2 separate regions of the Xenopus laevis genome follow, and region 1 is linked to region 2. The links are chromatin contacts, called in public Hi-C maps. All regions are on one chromosome and are shown on one strand. The core of a region is the stretch at or near the end of the contact, and the rest is flanking DNA. Distances in the headings are between cores, read along the strand shown.

Region 1 (6,427 bases), core at 1,747-4,246, 600 kb before region 2:
ATGGAAGATGAGTAGATCAGAGGGTACATACACAATGCAACTGTTGCACAATGTTGTCTGTCTGTAATTCATGCAAGCTTAGTTCCCAGGAGCTGATACAGGCAATGTCACACAAGTGGCACAAGGATATCGGAGGAGGAATTCTCCCAAATTGCTTCCAAGAATACTCAGAACCCTGCCATGTTCCTGAGGTTTGGAAATGGGTTTAGACGGCTGAGTTTGAGTCAGTGTGTTCTGGCCGGTTGGTGTGGCAGCTACTAGAGTCACTGGTTAACTACAGTAAATAAATGTATTTTATAGAGTGCCAGAGATGATTCAGTGTGCTAAGGCAAGAACAATGTCCCCAGCCCATTCTTCTGTCCTGTGGTGGAAAAGTCCTGCGTCACTGTTACAGACAGAAGAAATAGACACAAAGGCAACCGTCACCTCCTACTGTAGCATACAAGGATATTATAGCCTCTACATATAAATAAATATATTATATATATATATATATATATATATATATATATATATATATATATATATATATATATATATATATATATATATATATATATATATATATATATATGTAGGGATGTGAAAATCTTAGACACCCTTACACATTACAGACAGGCACATCCCTAGTTATATGGATGCCTAAAAGGTCCTTATGGGGACCTTGTGCTTATGTAACCCCTGTAGTTCACACAGTGTACACCAGATGGCACTGTGCCAGAGTATAAAAGGTTTAGGAACCATGAGGTCAGGGTCCATTGCTTTAGCCCAACCAAGCAGGCTGGAAGGGAATGGGTAGTGTCACCCTAGGTGCCTTGGCCCTAGTAATTAGACAGCTATACTCAATTATAGATCACTCTAGGAGTGATAGAGAGGTTATTTAGTTGAGCAGCTCAAGGCTCCGCCGAGGAGATTAGAGGGATTAAGATCCCAGGGTATTACTGACCCGGAGTAAGGACTAAAGTGTTGAGATAGGGATGGTAGGAATTCCCCTAGTCTGCCACTGGAAGATATTCTGAAAACTGGGCAATACCCATCACATGCTGTCAACTTACTCTCTGCTGTATATTCCCTAGCCTGTGGGGATTTAGCCTATACGTGCTGTGAGTATATGCTTCCTTTATGCTGCTGTGTATGTTCTATACTCCATTGTGGATCAATGTGCTGAATGATCTATGTGCTATTGTTCAATAAACACAGTTCTATGTTCAACCGTTAAAGAACTACTGGCGCCCATCATTGTGCTATCGCACCTAGTTACAGTTAAACTACACCCTTCCTCCACCGCGTTGCGAGGGCTTGCCCCTGAGAAAGAGAGCTCATCTGTGGTATCAGCCCACAAAGGAAAGTAGCTAAAACTGCTCTCACACAAAGCAGTTTACTATAGTGCTATATATATATATATGTATTTATGTTTTTAAATTGTAAACATTTCATTTCTATTTAACTGCAATTGTACAAACTGTAATTTAAGGGGCCATTGTCTAAATGTCAGGCTGGCTTTAGCCTTTTAATCACCTTCTGTATTTCATTATAAAAAAGGGTGCAGCCTGGCAGTGTTGGGGGTGTGGTATATTTTTATTGGGGGTGCTGCCAGGCCCAGATTTGCGGTGAGGCCATAAAGGTTTGGGCCTAGGATGGCAAAATTTTAGGGGAGGCATGCCGCCCAGCCACTTCAGTCCTCGTACAGCACAATTTTGTTGAAACATTTGAGGGTTTAGTTGCCCTTTTAAGGCAGGGAACTTAGCAACCGGGAATTTTTTTTAAGGAATATACAGTACATTTGGGATTCTGGGAATCAGTGGTATAACTAGATGTTACTGGGCCCCACAGCAAATTAATTTTTAGGTCCCCCAACATATCCAGATGTTGTCCTTTTTTTTTTTTTTTTACAAATATATGTTGACATTGCTCATTAATTAGGGCCTCATGGGCCCCCTATACACCTGGACCGCCTTGCAGCCGCAGGGTCTGCTTCTTCTGTAGTTACCCCCCCCCCTGCTGGGAATAGAAGATTTATTTCTGTATGCAGGAGCCTGATCCCAACAGATGAGCCTATTGGGAAGCTTTTACCACTGCATTTATATCAAGGGGCCCAGGAGCTCTTGTTCCATAAAACTTTTTTGGGGGGTCATGCTGTGCTTTGACAATCATTGTTATTATTTGTTTATAATGTGCCAGCATATTACACAGTGCTGTACAATAGAATGGTATATACATGAAACATACAAATTACATACAAGTACTGGCTGATAAAGAGGGTCCTATATAATGGCTTTTACAATCTAAAATGCTACTTATTGAACTACATATGAACCACTGAAGGGAATGTGGGTTGAAATCTACAATATCAACAACAGAGATATCATATGTAAGTAAAGACTGGGATATAGTTGCACAGTAGAGCATCCATGATATACAATATATATTCGGGTGGTTATAAATAAGCATTAAAGGAGAAGGAAAGTAATTTTATACTTGGGGTACCAAAAGCTAGGCACCCTTAAGTGAGTGTATCAGCTCCTCCAGTGAGCATCACAAATCAATCCTCTTTCTACTTCTTCTTTCAGCTTGTGGCTGCACACGCGCAGTAGAGCAAAAGGCTGAACTTTAACAAAATAGCTGGCTATTTCGTTCTTCTGCACATGCGACTGCCCCGGGAAATTTGAAGAGCGAAGAAGCAGAAAGAGGATCCTTCCATGGTGCTCGCTGGAAGAAAATACAGGTTCCTAACTTTTTGCACCCTCAAATATAAAATGACTTTCCTTCTCCTTTAACGGATTTGAATCCGGATTTGAATCTCTAGTCAGTGATGCCAGTGGGCCAAACATTGCCCATTATATTTATTCTCCCTGGATACTGCTTTGGTTCTAGTGAGTCTAAGACAAATGTTTGAATACTGTTATTCTTACTACAAGCTCTAGAGGGCACTGTTGCTCCATGACTAACAATCTTTTCTGCTGAGTAAGTGCTGGCTTTGTCATGTAACCAAAGTGTCTCAGGCCAGCAGGATACACAGGAGGGGCTGCAGGTGCCTTCAGATTTCACTTTACCCATGCCCTGGTGTGCCATTCTGTGTATGGCTCACAGGCAGAGTCAGTGCTCCCTTACCCATAAATGAGATTACTGAGATTACTTGTATGTGAAAACTGCTTTCAAGTAAAGGGTAAGTCGCCCTGCTGCAGGTCCAAAATATTTCTAAGAGCAATGGACCCACTTGTGGGCATCATTTTATTTGTTATACTATTAGGTTGCTTTTAAAATATGACGCCAAGGAACTGAAGCTAATCTGGTCGAATAGGCAGCACGACACAGTTTCCTACAGTTTGCTCCATTCCTGCTGAAGCCTCTGGGTGTTTGTGTTACATCACCCTATTAATATTATTTTATGAGCCGAGGAGATGGGTTTTCTTTCTTTTATATATTATTTTTGGCAGAAGCACCAGGGGGGCCCTCTACCCCAAGCAGAATCACAGAGGGCACGTTTATCAGTCAAGCTGCTTCCCTGAAAGCACTGAGCCTGCAGAAAAACTGCTCAGTGGTATTTACCATGGCATTGACTATTCCAAGGGCAAATAAACCTGCCCTAAAGTAAATATGCTCAACCTATATTTTTTGTAATTTCCCTGCCCCATTTTTATTTTCAAAATATTGTTGTTTTTTTTTGCAGCTACTTCCTATTATTAATATCATTATATTAATAGAGCTGAACTCACCACAGGGCAAGCAGCAGAGCTTGGGTGGTGGGGTCCACAAGGGCCTGGGCCCCTGGGTTTTTTCCTGACACCCTTGCTGTCCCTGTCCAATGCTGAATGGAACCCAATGGCTGCTGGTAATAAAGGGTTGCCTTGTACTCAATGGGCCTGGAAGGGAACCCCTTTGTGAGTTTGAAGGTGAAATATGCAGCAATTATATTTGGGTCTTGAAGAGATATTAAAACCCAGGAGACATTACACTGTCTGCATATCGCAAGATCAAGGTTCTCACAAAAGTCACATAAAGCAGTGAAAGGGCTGAGATGAAAGAATGATGCTTCGGAACAGTTGTGCTGGAGGGAACCGATGATTGTATCTTGGACTGCTTAAAGCAAAACTCAGTCAGTACCTGATGAAATGAGCCCAACAGCTCCCTGGAAGGACTCATAGTCAAATTCTTTGGCTGCAAAATTTGGAGAATGATTGACTGGTGAGACCTTGATGGGAAAGAATTTGAAGTTAAGATGGATACTGTGCTTTCCCCTTGACATTGTGTGGGTATGACTTACTTAGCGCCCATAACATTCCTTCTCTGTATATTTAAGTAGTTTACAGACACTATAGTGTGTGACATATATAGGTAGTTTATGCTGAAAGGAAAATACATTGTCACAGATCATATAAATGGCCATTATTTCAATCTCTTAGGTTAATATACTCAAAGGAACAATTCAGAGCAGTTCATGTATAAACAGGTTACTGGGATTGCAAAAGCACTTTTACTGCCTGAGTGATATATTGGTGCAGGTGTCTAGGCTGTGAGTGTGCCAATATAATGTTATCTCTGCACGTGGCTGTTATTAGCAGTGCATCTAAGATATACATCCCTGCTGCTGATAGCTTAGGGTTATAGGAGTGGCTGAAGGTGGGTGATGGGTGTTGCATTTCAGCAATAACTGGAAGGCTGTTGTGTGTACAACAATGATATAAAGCTGTATTCCCCAACCTTTTTCACGCGTGAGACACATTCAAATGTAAAATGAGTTGGGGAGCAACACAAGCATGAAAAAAAATCCCTAGGGTGCCAAATATGACCTTTGATTGATTTGTTAGCTCCTATGTGGACTGGCAGCCTACACGAGACTCTGTTTGACAGTATACCTGGTTTTTATACAACCAAAACTTGCCTCCAAGCCCGGAAATTGAAAAAGAAGCACCTGCTTTGAGGCCACTGAGAGCAACATCCATGGGGTTGGTGAGCAACATGTTGCTCACAAGCCACTGGTTGGGGATCACTGATATAAAGTGTTTTTTTCCATCTTGCCCCATTGTCACCATGTTGATCTACTGTCTTTCATTTTGTCTCTATATAGCCCTATTACCATTATTTTATATTTCTCTTGCCCTTCTGTCTCTGTTTTCTCTATAGCAACCAAGCTAAAGTACACTTACCTTGTGTCTCCATCTTCCCATACTGTTTCTATCTTGCCATACAGAGTCTCTCTTATCCTACTGTCTCCATCTTGCTTTACTGTCTCTGTCTTGTCCTACTGACTTCGTTTTGCCATACTGTCTCAATTGTGTCCTCCTATCTCCATCTTGTCCTACTGTCACCATCTTGCCCTTAGGTCTTTGTCATACGATATCATCTCTATCTTGTAGCACTTTTTCTTTCTTGTCTTACAGTATCTGTATTTCCCTACTGTCTCTTACATAGTTACATAATTACTGTACATAGTTAGGTTGGGTTGAAAAAGTTCATTAAGTTCAACCCCTCCATATGAAACCTAACATCAGTACTTACACACACTCACATTGAAACCTCCATACATTCACATAAACTGCACAGGACAATATTTATACTAATTTTATATTTTAGTATCACAATAGCCTTAGATATTATGCTTATACAAGAAATCATCCAAGCCACTCTTAAAGGCATTAACAGAATCAGCCATCACAACATCACCCGGCAGTGCATTCCACAACCTCACTGTCCTGACTGTGAAGAACCCCCTACGTTGCTTCAAATGAAAGTTCTTTTCCTCCACTCTGAAGGGGTGGCCTCTGGTATGGTGATCCACTTTATGGGTAAAAATGTCCCCTGCTAATTGTCTATAATGTCCTCTAATGTAAAGTGTAATCATGTCCTACCACTGCAGGGAGAACATGACCACAAAAACTTCAATGAAATAGTACCACCACAGACCAAAGTATCATGAAAAGACAAAAGAATACCTGTTGGGTTTCACCAAATATTACCTTAAGTACTCACCCCTGACCCATACAAAAAAACCTATTTTCTCCAGATTGAAAAGTTTAGGTTATGACAAAGTTATTAAACTTTTTCTGGTCCCTTAAAGAGGAATTTAAAGAACGTAAACTCTTTTTTATGCATAATTCAAGAAAATTAGATTTTTAGTACTTTTACTATATACATTTATAAAATCTGGAGAACTGACCTAGTACATCTTTTCATTGAGTCAGAAGCAGAGAATTGATAGTGACAGATAATGCTTACAATAGCAATTACATTTATAAATAACTTAATTACCAGTGAAAATGTATAATGAAGGTACATTGGAAGTTGCTTAGAATTACATTTTCTTCATTATGCAAAGAATATTTTGGGTGGAGCTCTTAAAGGCTATTAGGGTTATTTTATAGGGCTCTCCTGAAGGCATAGTTAGTATCTAAGGTTATCCCAAAGGTTTTTACGGGGTCTTCAAAGG
Region 2 (5,928 bases), core at 1,415-3,914:
ATATAGACTGATTGTGCAATCCATATATTCTTTGGTTTGTTATTCATCACGAGGCTTCATTTTGTCGGCCCCCACAGAATTGGCACCTCAGCATTTGTCTTTTGGGTGTGCGCCTTCAAAATTATAGTAAGGGCCCTTACTCACGGGCGTTTAAAGCTGTGCACCCCTGCGCTCAGGTTTATGTGTTCAGCCACAGGGGAGCGCAGGAGTAGACGCGCTGAATTCTTTTCAATGCAGCTGTACTCTCACAGACGCATGTAAACGCCGAACGCAGGAAAAATGCAACATGCTGCGTCCAACCTGCGTTCGTCGCTTACATGCGTCTGTGTGAGTACAGCCCCATTGAAAAGAATTCAGCGCATCTACTCCTGCGCTCCTGAACACATAAAACGGGAGCGCAGCTTCGAACGCCCGTGAGTAAGGGCCCTAACTCAGGTGGGCCACTCCTTAGCAAGGGATCAGTCAGATGCACAGTTGGTTTACTCCCTGGCATGGGGAGAAAGTGGGGGGGTCTGCAAGAGGCACAGGTAGGATCAATTGCTAGCCAGGAGGCTGGTGCAGTAAGACTTCAAGGTGGGTCACATCAGCAGAGGAGGAAGGCCAAGTGGAGGTCGAATTATTAATTGAAATCAGGACCGACCAGCAGCCTATAGCCGTCAAGCCTATAGCCCAATATAATTTCTCCTTTGCCTATATATTACTTTAAAGGAAACTGCCAGTCACGCAGAAAACCCACCTGTCACTGGCGGTTTCTTTCATGTCAGTGACAGGCAGCATAGCGGTGTGTCAAAAGCTACATGTGCACTTACCATTAAACTATATTACCCAGAATGCACAGGGAGAAAGTGCAAATTGGCTTTTCCTGCGTTTAACGCGATAGGGAATGGTTTAGCCAAATACCAATAATTCAATAAATAGTTCTAATTCAGTCTGCACTGGCATATCCAGCCCATACCATTTTACCCTACAGGAGATAGAGAACCTTGAATATATCAGGAACACATCGATATCAGTGATAACTGGTTATTGACTGCCATTGGCTCCAATTGGCTTCTTCCTGGCAGAGGAATAACACGCGCGGTGGTTTGTTTTCCAAAGTTGCCTCACGAGGAGACTGCTCCTTTCTGCACAGCTTGTAAGATTATAACACAACAGGAAGATCATGGGAGAACATTTATATAAATGCATGTAGCAAGCTATAAAAACAATGGCTGAAACTCCATGATTGGAGGGGGTTGACGTTAAAGAAAAACATTTGACAAAGATAAAGGGAAGATGACAAAAAGTAGTGCTACCAGTGAAGGAATTAAAGTACAGTCTACCTGCAGGAGCACAGCTGCACCACATTACCATCCTGGGTCTGTAAGTGAATCCTGCAAAGTCCTAGACATCCTGTGCTATGGAACTTCAAACACAGCCTGGGAGCAAGGCCTGTAAAACTACACAATGGACTGGTGCTGCTTTGGAAACTTAAAAGTCCAGCCTTGCAGGGATGCTTAAACTTTATGCCCTTGCATCAGGGGCCAACAATCACAGTCAACTCTTGATAACATACACTTGCATGTGATTCTGCAGTGTCAGCATACATGGCTTGCCCTATCTCTTTCTCTATGGTAGCTCCTGGTTGTGTTATGGCTTTATTATGGCCCTGGTCCATGCTCTTAACACATGTATTTAGGACAAAATATCTGGCCTTGTAAATGTGAGAGGTCACATCCCAGGGGCCCCGGCACCTGGGATTCATTTATTTGGAAGAGACTGCTAAAGAAAACAGATGCAGCAAGTTCCTTGTTTATTGTGATATGAGAGTGAACAATGAGGGAGAAGCACTGAGCAGCTGGTGGCTGCAAGGTGTTTATGGTGGTGGCTGGGATGGAGACTAGGGATGCACCGAATCCACTATTTTGTAGTTTTTGTGGATTCGGGCCGAACTCCAGAATCCTTAGCGAAAGTTTTGGCTGAATACCGAATCTGAATCCTAATTTGCATAGGCAAATTAGGGATGGGAAGGGAAAACATTTTTTACTTCCTTGTTTTGTAACAAAAAGTCATGCAATTTCCCTCTCTGCCCCCTAATTTGTAGGCAAATCCTAATTTGCAAATTCGGATTTGTTTCGGCCGGGCAGAAGGGTTCGGCCGAATCCCGAAACGAATCCTGGATTCGGTGCATCCCTAGTTGAAACCATAGAGAAAGAGATGGATTCGGAGTAGCACTTCTTCCTCCCAGATAGGGATTCCACCTGGCCGGTAAAAATTATGTTTAGTGCCAAGGTTATTAATAGAAAAGAAAGAAAGGCCGGTATCTTTTTCCAGAAAAGGTGGCAAAATTACACCCAGATAAAGAGCATGAACAGACTATCTTTACAGCTAGGCAATGCTTTTCTAGGTCCCCAATGCCACTTACAGGCCAGAGCATTAATGAATGATCAGAATGCCCTGAACAATGGCTCATATATTAAATCCCTCCCCACTGGAACCAGGGGCAAATCTCAGTGGGCAGCACAATGACACTGGCGTATCTAATCACCTGTGCTCTGTTACAATCTGCTATTTTAAGTAAATCCGTGCCTGGTGCACATGGATCTCTCGCGAGTAAGGGCTCTTACACACGGGCGTTTTATTGTGCGATCCCCTGCGTTGCGCTTTCTTCTGTTCAGCCGCAGGAGTAGATGCACTCAATTATTGAGCTGTACTCACACAGACACATGTAAGCTCTGAGGTGAAATGCAGCATGCTGCGTCCCCATTCTCCTTACAATGTTCATTCTGCTTGCTTACACTTTTTAGTAATGTTTCCAGCAGTAAGGGCTATAAAGTATACTAGCAGCTTAAATTGTAGCTATTGTAATTTAACAGCACCTGAAGGGCCGCAGATTTGGCACCACACCCAAAAGTATAAAACACCCATATTAGCAATACATGTAATGGTTGTACCAGGCACGCACAAAATTCAGTGCAGTCCGCAGCATGCATTTACATTTATGGCTAATAAGGCATTTCATATGTGTACAGATATAATGAAGCTGAGGTTGAAACTGTAGGAGGCGTTGGTTGGGTACCTAGTGTGCATTATTCGCCCATGTGGTTATGAACTTGTTAAAATCCTTCTCCCCCCCCCTCCCCAAGGGGCTTGTAGGTGGGGGAAGGGGGGACAGAGCAGGTGTGTGTGCGGAATGGGCAGTTGGGGGAGGTTTTGTTTGGAAAGGTCAGTGGAGCAGAGATATGGGGAAGGGCTGTGTTTCCACAGCTGATATCTACGGTGAAACAAGGGTATTCGCTGAGCCACAGAGAGTTCACTGTTTGTTTTCATCCCCCTGACCCAGAGCACTTACCCAGACTATTTAAATCCCACTGCTTATAATAACTCTCTAGAGCCTCCCATGCAGTGCATTACCCCCGTGCAGCCTGATGACTCACTAACTCAGTCTGCCCTAAATCCCCCCTCTCCATGGGGCCACAGTTTTTGGGAACCACTATTTACATAAAGTTGGACTGTTTGGCCTTTAACTCTTTGTAGGTAGAGGCAGTTCTTCCTTGCTCAACTCTACCTTATATGCAACAGTCCTTCCCAGACACTATTATCCCACTGCTACTATAGGCACCATCTCTCCCTACTATACCTGCTATCTTACAGTCCCTTCCCAGAGACACTTATCCCACTGCTATTATAGGCACCATCTCACCCTACTATACCTGCTATCATACAGTCACAGTCCCTTCCCTGAGACTATTATTCACTGCTACTTTAGACTCAAAATGAATAAGTAAATATAAAAGGGATGAGACTACAGCATGTAACACAACCAACAGCCCTCAAACTGGTCTGTTGAGGCTACTGTGGAAATAAGTTACATAAAGGTGCTGTGTGTGAGGCCTGAGTTCAGAAAGGAACCCATAGGCCACCTTTAAAAAGGTGAGTTATAGCCGCTTATGGACAAGTGAGTGTCCGCATCAGCACCTAAGTGTGGAAAAGCTGTCTGGGTGAGCAGATGATCCCTGCATGCTGCAGACTGCATTGGTTTATTCAGGATGCTTGAAGATATATATTTAATAGCATATCACCCTATGGATCCAATGTTTGGCTTGAAGGGTGCTAAACTTAGAGGCCACTGAATGAGAGCCACCTAGATCTTTATAAACGGTGGAATTCTCATCATTGGCAACGCTGCAACTACCACTGGTTGTCAGCAGATGTAGGGTACCACAGAAAACACATTTCAGGTTATTATCTCTGTATTAATGTTGGAGTTATTATAGCACCCTCCCCGGCGTATCCTGACAATCTTGTATGGAATATTTTGGCAAGCTCAGTGCCGGCTACCAGCTGTGTCAGGGGCTAACATCCAAAAGGGAAGATCCAGTTTTGATATTCAAGCCTGTGCTTTAAAAGGCCTGACTGTGTTAGTTCTGCAAGGTCCCTGTTCTGAAACATGTAATTGCAGCCAGAGGCCAGGCAGGGAACAAGAGAGAGGCTGTGTGTGACTCATAGAAAGAGCTAAATGTCGTAACAGCCCTGCGGTCTGTCATGTTTGTGTAATCGAGGATCAGCTGCGGTATTTAGGGACTGTCTTGTTATTTGCACAGCAATGGAGTGAATCCATACTTTTTTTTTTTTTTTAAATAAAATTATTTGTCCCAGGGAACTGGATCACACGACGCAGTCATTTTTATTATAGGCTGAATCATGATATGACTGCCGCTACATTGCCTTTAATCCAGACCCTTATCTACAGGCTGCAGGGTTAGATCATAGGGGTATCTGCAAAGTTGTCAAAAAACCACAAGAAAACAGTTGCCCAAAGCCAGTTTAAGGGAGCTAGTACACGGCAGATTCAGGGAGATTTAGTCGCATGGCGAATAATCGGCTCTTCTGAGGGACGTCAATCTCCACAAACTGTTTTCCCCGTGCCACCTGCTATAATGACGAAATGCCAGCGCCAATGCACTCGCGGCACTTCAATTTCCACAAAGGAAACTTAGAGCGACTTTGGAAATTGAAGCGCCGAGAGTGCATTGGCGCTGGCGTTTTGTCATTATAGCAGGCGGCAGGCATGGGGAAGGCAGTTTGTGGAGATTGTCGCCACACAGAAGAGGCGATTAGTCGCCAGGCGTCTAAATCTCCCAGAATCTGCCCGTGTGGTTAAACCCTAAGCACTGCCGAAAGTTAATGAGAACACAATAAAACAAAACAAATAGTCGGGGAAAGGATACTCACAGTTTACCCCAGTCCATAGGTGCAAATCCATAAAGAAACCAAAAAAGTTGTGAGTCCCTCAGTCAATATTGTAAAAAAAAAAAATACAAAAGTTCATTGAGACATGAGAAATAGTGGCCTAACGCGTTTCGTGCCTTTTGGGGCTCTTACTCATAGGCTAGCCTATGAGTAAATGCCCCAACAGGCACGAAACGCGTTATAAAGTTATGTGTTGCAACCTTCTAAGGGATCCCTGGTAATAATGATTTTTGTATACGGATCCGCACTCAAATTTGTGCAATTGGGGATGATCCCCTTTTTTTTATTATATTATCACCACAACAGTATCAACTTTTCAAGGGGGTTTATCCACCCTTCATCAGGATATAATCTCAAGTGCGGCAATCGCATTTAGGTCTCTTACACACGGGCGGTTTTACCTGTGCTCCCCTGCGTTGTATGCATGTATGCACCGAACCCCTGCGTTGTATGCATGTATGCACCGAACGCAGGTGAAATGCAACATGCTGCGTCCCACCTGCGTTTGGCGTTTACATGCGTCTGTGTGAATACAGCCCCCTTGACAATAATTGAGTGCGTCTACTCCTGCACTCCCCCATCCAAAAAGAGTTTAAGTCCATTTGTAATGCTAAAGTCTTTCAATAATGTGTATCAAAACATCTTCTAATTCACCAGAATTTCTTGAATAAATAGTAGAAAAATAGTTAAAAGCAT

Evidence for each region. Hi-C and Micro-C count contacts between places; a contact is called where the count stands out from the background.
Region 1: a Hi-C map of the XL177 cell line shows a contact between it and region 2, with 6 times the contacts expected there. The contact joins two enhancer-like sites. A contact is called at or near these places in 2 of 4 Hi-C or Micro-C datasets (the XL177 cell line and the XTC cell line).

Annotation. Positions count from the first base shown.
Region 1 is chr9_10S:51,972,275-51,978,701 of Xenopus_laevis_v10.1, reverse strand. No RefSeq gene overlaps it. Among protein-coding and RNA genes, the nearest start is that of tns1.S, 240 kb to the left of the region's middle. Within about 2 kb of position 2,996, at least 1 of the 7 cell types and tissues checked has an H3K27ac peak or open chromatin away from gene starts, as enhancers often do.
Region 2 is chr9_10S:51,375,982-51,381,909 of Xenopus_laevis_v10.1, reverse strand. All of the region lies in intron 1 of igfbp5.S (insulin-like growth factor-binding protein 5), which reads left to right. Among protein-coding and RNA genes, the nearest start is that of igfbp5.S, 7.3 kb to the left of the region's middle. Within about 2 kb of position 2,664, at least 1 of the 7 cell types and tissues checked has an H3K27ac peak or open chromatin away from gene starts, as enhancers often do.